Regions from separate parts of the Mus musculus genome. Here all the other regions are linked to region 2. Evidence: chromatin contacts called from public Hi-C and HiChIP or PLAC-seq data. All regions are on one chromosome and are shown on one strand. The core of a region is the stretch at or near the end of the contact, and the rest is flanking DNA. Distances in the headings are between cores, read along the strand shown. Region 1 has its middle 7.9 kb from the start of Gm23626. Region 2 has its middle 9.9 kb from the start of Mir23a. Region 3 has its middle 46 kb from the start of Gm23626.

Region 1 (2,700 bases), core at 67-2,566, 190 kb before region 2:
CTCTTAACTGCTGAGCTGTCTTTCCAGCCCCTCCCCAGATCCTTTTTTAAAGTGATACCACAATCAGCTACAATGTATCATTATGTTCCCAGTATAGTTTCACTTCCAGAATTCCTGGGTCAGGATGTGTCCAACCCTTTGCTTCTTAGTTCCAAATACCTACCTAAATCTGTACAAATGTAGCTCGCCAGTCAAAACATCTGACCTTCTCTATTAATATACAATATTAATAAAATTAATTGATATTAATAAATTTGATATTAATAAAATATCACATCCATTAAATATATATTCATATAATATATTAAATTTATGAATGTGATGCAGAGAGTGGAACCCAGAGACTGGAAAATGCCAGGAAGTGTTCTGCTGCCAAATCACACCCCCAGCCCATACTAGGGCTCATACTAGCCCATACTCAGCAGCGGCTCTACCACTGAGCCACACCTCCAACACTACTAAGGGATTCCAGGCAGACTGTTGCTGTGTTCCAGCCTAGTGTGTTCTCGCTGACATGCGTCTCACCCTGCAGATCTTGATTATCTCCCACCCATCCTCCTTCATCTCTATCATATTTATCATTCCAACCAGGAGATCCTGGGTCTTATGGAGAATCAGCTGGAAGAATCAGAATTAGAGACAAAGATTCCTACAGGAAGTCAGCTTTCCTGTCTACCAATGGACTCTCTGATGCCATTTTGCTGGCTTTGATAGCTACAGAAAGTTCGTCGGAGGTTTTATTCCTGGCAAACTTCCCAGAGAGCAGAGTTTATCTAAACTGGCTAATATGTAGCATTTGCAAATAATTATTAATAGATGTTTGCATTCCATTCTTCATGAATGTTGCTGTGGGGCGATTCTCTAATTCAGGGGGGACGTGTTGAGTGTTGAGTGACTCCCGGCCTACCCAGCACTCCCCCGCCCTGTCCTTTTCCTCTGAGTGGATGCTGGCGCTGTCCCTAGCTGCTCACTAGATTCCTCAGGCGAATGTTTGGATTTTCTCCTTCACACATCCATACCCAAACCATGAGCCACGTGCATCTGCTATGTCTTCAGAATAGATCCAGAACTGATTCCCACAGGACCCCCTGGCCTGTGTCCATCCTCTGTCCCCACAGCTGCCTCTTCCCCTTCTCCTCACTTCTTGTCTCCACTCTTCTCTCATGCCCAGGTGGGACTTTGTGCATCCCTGACATCCCTCCCCAGCTCAGGACCCTCAGAGCTGCATGAAAAAGGCCAATGTTCTTCTGCAGTTCAGAAGGCCTCGAATCATTTGCTAAAGCTTCTCTTTGTACTCACCAAGCAAAGTCCTGCCCCGGGCCTCTATGTTTGCTGTCCTCTTGCCCTGTGGGATTCTTTCCACAGATTTCCAATGTCTCCTTGCCTCACTTCCTTCAGCTTCCTACTGGAATGTTTCCTTACCACAGGGGCCTCTTCTAGACTCCACCCCACATTCTTCCGTCACTATTGCCATGTTAACTAATTATGTATTGCTTATTTTTCTAATTTAATTGTAGCTCTTGGTGACCTCATTCTAGACTGTATCACTAGTGTCTAGAACAGCTCATGAATATAGTAGGAATTCAGAAATGGTATGAGATAGCCTCTGGGTATTGTGATAGCCACCAGCATTAGGATAGCTGAGGGCAGAGGCTAGACCAGACTACATAAAAAGCCCAGTTCCAAAGGGGTGGAGCTTCATGGTACAGTACCTGCTTAGAATCCCCCAGCGAAAGGCTGGGGTGTGGGATAGTGTTAGAGTCCTCCAGTGAGAGGTTAGGGGTGTTGGCTGGGCAGGAAAAAACTACCTTTTTTGTGCAAGGTTCTGAGTTCAACCCCTGCCCCCTAGCACTACAAAAACACAGACAAACATACAATGATGCCCTAAACCCACATCAGAGGAGGAGGTATGGAGGAGTAGGGGGTGTAGGAGATGAAAAAGAGACAGAGAAAGCCAGAAGTGCCAGAGAGGTGGACTACATTCAGGGTCTCTGCTCGCTCTTATTCTGAATAATAACAAGAATAGCCTGGTAACTAGTATACAACTGCTCGATGTCTCTCTCGCATTCAGCTGGCAAAGGAAAAAAAAATAGTCATTTGTACTAAGTAAAGGACCCAAGGATATGTTGGAAAGAACAAATCAGCTCCTTCCTGCCCTTCATGACGATCCCTCCAATCCCATCCCCATATCCTGTAGCAGAGCACTCACAGGGGCCTTCCCACCCCCTCCATTTCCCAGGCACACCTCCTAACCCTCCTCTCTGTGGACCCTCTCAGCCCCGCCCCTGGTTTCAGCCTAACCCCATTCCTTTGTGTCAGCCCCAATACCTAGGAATACTTTCTGCTTGGAACCCCAGGGCCATAACTGGAGAACTCAGGTGGAGGATCCGCTTGGAACCCCAGGGCCACACCTGGAGAACTCAGGTGGAGGAGCCACACTATCCTCTCTGATCTCCATTATGATCTGTCCATTCTCACCCTCAGCCCGGAAACAACCCCACCCCAACTCCACTCACTGGAGACTCCAATACTTGGCCTAGTGCCAGCATCCCCCTGGCCCTGTCATCTCTATCTTTCCAGTATATTCTTTGCCTTACAACAATTGATTTGCTAGATCCCCTCCTCCTACCACACCTCCAACTCCCTGGCTCATCTCTTTGTGTGGACAGGATGCCCTTAGCTCTTTCCTGACACCCTTTT
Region 2 (2,700 bases), core at 197-2,696:
ACTAGGGGAGAGGGGTGACCCAGCACATGCCAGGTAGAGCACTGGAGGGACCTGTGACCTCTGGTCACTTCTTCAGCTAAGGACCCAACCGACTAGTGGTTTAGTTCTGCACTCTCTCGAACTTTGGTGTGAGTGTGGGATGAAGCCGAACCAAGCCATCAGCCCAGAGGCCCAAGTCTTGGGGACTCTGCAGCTTCCTTCCCATGTGGGGCCCAACAGGCAGGCTGGCCCAGAGTGCAAGATCTGACAGGTTAGGGCAGGAGGGAAAGGAGGCCCACCCCGTTGGGGCCCCAGGGGAGGATTTGGAGTGGCACAGAATTCTCCAACTCTGGGCAAGCCCTGGAAGATGGGAGAGACGGCCTCATGGCCCCCTGAGCACTTTAAATGAGGACAAAAAAGTTAGGTTCTGAGCTTATTAGCCCAGCACTTCAGAAGCTGAGGCAGGAAAATCACAGGTTAAATGTCAACCCGTGCTGCAGAGCGTGATCCTGTCTAGAAGGTAGAAGCAGCAGGGTCAGGAGTTCAAAGCCATCCTTGGGCTATTTGGTGAGTTTGAGGCCAGCTTGGACTCTATGAGACCATGCCTCAAAATTTGAAAGAAAAAGATATATAAAGGCAGAGAATTAGAGAGAGGGAGGGAAAAAGGGAGAGAGACAGACAGAGCACACAAGTCCAAGACCTGTGTACACTCAGGCGTTTACTCAGGCTCAAGCCAACCTCCGGGGGTGCCCTCTCTGTGCCCCTCAGAGACCTCATCAACCTGCCCTCAGATGCAGAGTGCCAACACCTCATCTGTTTTCTGTAGACACTTTATTTTTCATTCCATTTTGCTTTGTTGAGACAGTCTGTGTAGCCCAGGCTCTACTGGTTAAGACTCATGAGCCTCCTGCCTCAGTTTCCCCAACACTGCGATGACAGACCTGCACCATCACACGTGGCCTGGAAACATCCATTCACCAGTGAGTGAACTGATGCTCAGGCAACAACTCGCAGACCCTGGCGACTGCCCTGACCCTCATTATCTGTCCCCTAGCACCAATAGAAGAGCCAGCAGGACCTCAGCTCACTAAACTTAGCTATTAACTTTTTGATCAGGGAAGAAAATGGGGAGGCCTAGAACAGGGTGAGACCATATTGTGTAGGCACACACACACAAAGATACATAGACACACACACACACACCACACACACACAGCTGGTTCTGTCATGCTCTGCCCCACAGGAAGTGGAACATCTTAGATCCCACCAGCACCAGGTTGGTGGAGTGGGGGAGGGCTGTGTCAAGGGACCCTGTTAGGTCTGAAGGTCGCCCCACAGGTCACCCGGGCACACACGTAGAGCGCCCCGGGCCCCATGGCAACGCAGCACAGAGACATCAAACAGGGAGGCCCCACGTCACTGCGGTTAGGGAGGCTCCTCCCCACTGGCTGGCGGCTAGCGCCTCAGGCCGTCAGGCAGCCCGCCTCCTGTCGCCGTGGCGACCGACTGTGTTGTGGACTGTCCCGGGCCCACCAGATCCCTGCCCCCTCGCTGGGGCACTGCCGCTCCCCCGCATCCGGGGAGGGCGCCCAGCTCTGTCATTCAGCTGCCGGTATGGGGCCTAGTGTAGGGCAGTATGGCCTGCAATTTGCCACTTAGAGGGGTCCCCTGGAGATGAACAGTGTTGCCAGAGTCGCTACAGGGTTGGGTTGCCATTCATGGCCCCAAGGTGGGTAGTTACCAGGGCTCTGTTGAGGTGGGTGACACAGTAGTGGCCTCAAGGATAGGTAGCTACCAGTTGGGATAGGTGACACACAGGAGTGGCCCCGGGGATGAGTAGTTACCAGGGCGCTGTTGAGGTGGGTGACACGGAGGTGACCCCAGGATGGGTAGTTACCAGAGCGCTATTGAGGTGGGTGACACACAGGAGTGGCCCCAGGGATGAGTAGTTACCAGGGCCTGTTAGGGTTGGGTTGCCAAGGCGTTCTTGGGTTGGGTGACACAGGAATGGCCTATGGGATAGGTAGTTACCAGGGCGCTGTTGGGGTGGGTGACACAGGAGTGGCCCCAGACCTAGCCCAGCACCAGGGCTAACGTGAAGCCGGGGCAGGGGGAAGGAGGGAGTAAGCGGCTTAAGATGTCAAATTTCGTTGTGGGCGGCCATGAGGCGCTGGAGCGCACAGGGTTAAAGAGCGCCTTTCTCGGGGTCTCCCCTCCTCAACACCCCCTCCCTTCCGGGGGATTTCGGGCCCCAGCCCCTCTGACGTCAGTGGGGTTGCTATGGCAACCGCCCGACTTTCCCAAATAAAATTACTGCGGGCGAGCAAAGTTTCCTGGAGTCGGCTGCGGAGTAAACAATGGCAGGGGCGGGGCTCGGCGAGGGGGTCCCGAGGCTGGAGCTGGGGATCCCTGTCCCAGGCCTCTGGGAGATGGGTCCGGACAAGGGAACTGAGCGGACGCCTGGGCCGCTCCCACGCGTGCACTTCCTGTCGCCGGCTGCCGGAGGAGGTAAAACAAGCGAGCAGGCAACAACCGGAGCAGGGACAGGGAGGACCAGGCCCGCTGTACCCGCCAAACCCATCACCCACGTACTTTTAAGTGATAACCCGTTTCTCACTCCCGGGCCTCACCTAACCTGTAAAATGGGAACAGATTCACTTCCATTGGCTGCTGCCAGGTTCAGGGAGGGACCCCAGGTTTTGGCCAAAGCCAATTAAATGA
Region 3 (2,700 bases), core at 69-2,568, 140 kb before region 2:
CAGAGAACATTTGAAGGTCGTGCCTAGATGTAAGATTCATGACCAATAGACCCATCGGTGTCACTGCTGCCACCATTCTGTCACCATCACAACCATCATCATCACCACAATCACCAATACCATTATCACTAACCCCACCATCACCACCACCATGACAATCACCATTACTGTAGTACTCACCACCATGACCTTCATCTCACTATGGCCAACATCACCACATCACCATCATGGTGATCCTCATTATCACTGTCCTCACCATTTTCTCCAGAGCAACAGGAATAGTTACAGGCCTAGATCCAGAAAACCAGCATTGGATTCTTTGCTCCTACACTTAAATCCGCTCTGTGCCTTTCAGGAACCCACTTAAGCTCTCCATGCCTCAACTTCACAGTCAGCAGTATGTACATGATAATGTTCAAATTTCCATTCCAGGCTTATGAAAAAGCAACACATGTGTGCCTGGTGTGTAATGCCGCTGCACATGTGTGCCTGGTGTGTGATGAGGCTGTACAGCCTGAGCCCGTGCCGGCACCACTCTCCCTAAGAGTCCATAGAAAGCAGACAGCATGCAAAACTGTGACAGGCCTTCGAAGCACTTAGGAAATCTATTAACAACAAACACAGTGTTAGCTAAATGACGTAATGGCCACTGGAGGGACAGGCTACAAAATTTAAAAGAACAATGAGAAGTTTCCAAAAATGCACAGAAGGAGAGGAAGAGGTGTGGCCCCGGCAAAAGGATACATAAAGCTCTCTTAGAGGCACCACAACTACAGGAGGCTTAGCAAGCACCTGAGGTCTGCCCACATTCTCTCTTTGTCTATGAGAGACTCCTGTTGGATGATCTAATTGTCAGTCAGGGAACAAACAGCAGAGCCTGATGCTGTTCTCTGGATTCAGCCTTCCAGGAACCAAGTAAGGGCAAGACACCAGCTCAAGGGAACAGGCAACGTTTTCCTCCTCGGGGCCCTACAGATGCAAGTCGGGCCTTCTTACTAGCCTGCTATGGGCTCATCTCATTTTACTCCCTTCTTGCTACCAAAGAATACAGACATAAGAAAGAAAACAGATTCCCCAGAGAACCCTGTGTCACAGTTCTCCAAGAAAAACCTCTCCTCAACTGTACATCCCCACCCCTGGCAACAGCATCCTGAGCTCCACCAGGGAGAGGGGAGCACTTATGTTGCTTGTGGTCTCTGGGGCGTGGAGTGGGCAGCAGAGAGTGCTCGCTCCGAGTGTGACAGCCCAAGCTGCACACACAGGCCCTGGCTGGGAGCCATGCCAGCTGGCATCCATCGCCCAGAGAACACCTCTGCCATTTATCCAGCAAGCAAATTACTACTTACATGTTCTGGGCAAAGTCCAATCACATGGCAACTGTGCGGATGAGGGAAATCAAAACAAAGGCAGGTGAAACAGGACAAAGTGGCACACACCTGCAGTCCCAGCACTCAGGAGTCTGAGACAAGAGGATTGCTGTGAGTTTGAAGCCAGCCTGGGCTACAGAGTGAGTTCTAGTCCAGCCTCAGAAACCCTGTATCAAATAAAAACAAGTAAATAGATAACCAAATTATCTTTGTTAGGGTTTCCACTGCTATGAAGAGACACCATGACCAAGGCAACTCTTATAAAGGACAATATTTAACTGGGACTGGCTTACAGTTTCAGAGGTTCAGTCCATTGTCATCATGGTGGGAAGCATGGCAGCATGCAGGCAGACATGGTCCTGGAGGAGCCCAGAGCTCTACATCTTGATCTGAAGGCAGACAGGAGGAGGGCCTCTTCCGTGCTGGGCAGAACTTGAATGCTAGGAAACCTCAAGGCCTGGTTATACAGTGACATACTTCCTCCAACAAGGCCACACCTGCTAATGGTGCCTCTTCCCGTGGGCCAAGCATATTCAAGCCACCACATAAATTCTTTGAAGACGGTGGAACTGTTCCCTTTAATCGAGAAGCAAATACAATCTTCACCCTCTTGGCATGCAGTGGGACTCAGGATGCTTCCTCTCACTTCATCCTTTTTCCCCTCTAGCAAATCATTTTAATACATATTAAAATAGAATTATACACTTTCCTCCATTCCTTTACTCCCTCCAACCCTCTCATTACCCCCTCTCAAATTAATAGCTTGTTTTTCTGTGATCACTATGTTACACAACATATATGCGTATGTCTGTGTGTATGTATGTACATGCAAATATATAAATACAACCTGAGGAGTCCATTCTGTTGTTTATACATGTGGTGTTAGGGCTGACTACTTTGTATTAGATAACCATAAAGAAGGCCATCCCTGGAAACGCTAATTCTCCCTCTGCCTGCAGTCACTAGTTGCTTATAGTTCCTCATCTACGGGTGGGACCCAGTGAAATTTTCCCCTTTCCACATTAGCAGGTTTGGAGGCTTGAATAAAAATGACCTCCATACAGTTATAGGGAGTGGCATTATTAGGAAGTATGGCCTTGCTGGAGTGGGTGTGGCCTTGTTGGAGAAAGTGTGTCTCTGTGGGGGTGGACTTTGAGTTTCAGATGCTCAAGCCAGGCCTGGTGTGACTCAGTCTCCTTCCAGCTGCCTGAGGATCCAAATATAGAACTCTCAACTCCTTCTTCAGCACCATGCCTGACCTGGCCTGCCATGATGATAATGGACTGAACCTCTGAAACTGTAAGCCAACCCCAATTAAATGTTTTCTTTATAA

The links. Hi-C and Micro-C count contacts between places; a contact is called where the count stands out from the background. HiChIP or PLAC-seq counts read pairs in DNA pulled down with a chosen protein or histone mark.
Region 1: a FOXA1 HiChIP or PLAC-seq map of pancreatic cancer cells shows a contact between it and region 2. The contact joins two enhancer-like sites. A contact is called at or near these places in 4 of 115 datasets of contacts at active chromatin or transcription factors (embryonic stem cells, epiblast stem cells and pancreatic cancer cells).
Region 3: a Hi-C map of cortical neurons shows a contact between it and region 2, with 1.9 times the contacts expected there. The contact joins two enhancer-like sites. A contact is called at or near these places in 2 of 39 promoter capture datasets (cranial neural crest and embryonic stem cells), 2 of 15 datasets of contacts at CTCF or cohesin (the NIH/3T3 cell line and large pre-B cells), 11 of 484 Hi-C or Micro-C datasets (the C2C12 cell line, CD8 T cells, the CH12 cell line and 7 more), 7 of 115 datasets of contacts at active chromatin or transcription factors (astrocytes, craniofacial prominence, embryonic stem cells and 2 more) and 2 of 9 other capture datasets (adipose tissue and liver).

What each region holds. Positions count from the first base shown.
Region 1 is chr8:84,387,122-84,389,821 of GRCm38.p6, reverse strand. It overlaps a transcript of Cacna1a not described here. Among named protein-coding and RNA genes, the nearest start is that of Gm23626, 7.9 kb to the right of the region's middle. Within about 2 kb of position 1,316, at least 16 of the 459 cell types and tissues checked have an H3K27ac peak or open chromatin away from gene starts, as enhancers often do. A contact at or near this core is called in pancreatic cancer cells, where this site is marked.
Region 2 is chr8:84,197,292-84,199,991 of GRCm38.p6, reverse strand. No RefSeq gene overlaps it. Among named protein-coding and RNA genes, the nearest start is that of Mir23a, 9.9 kb to the left of the region's middle. Within about 2 kb of position 1,446, at least 432 of the 459 cell types and tissues checked have an H3K27ac peak or open chromatin away from gene starts, as enhancers often do. A contact at or near this core is called in cortical neurons and pancreatic cancer cells, where this site is marked.
Region 3 is chr8:84,333,134-84,335,833 of GRCm38.p6, reverse strand. No RefSeq gene overlaps it. Among named protein-coding and RNA genes, the nearest start is that of Gm23626, 46 kb to the left of the region's middle. Within about 2 kb of position 1,318, at least 18 of the 459 cell types and tissues checked have an H3K27ac peak or open chromatin away from gene starts, as enhancers often do. A contact at or near this core is called in cortical neurons, where this site is marked.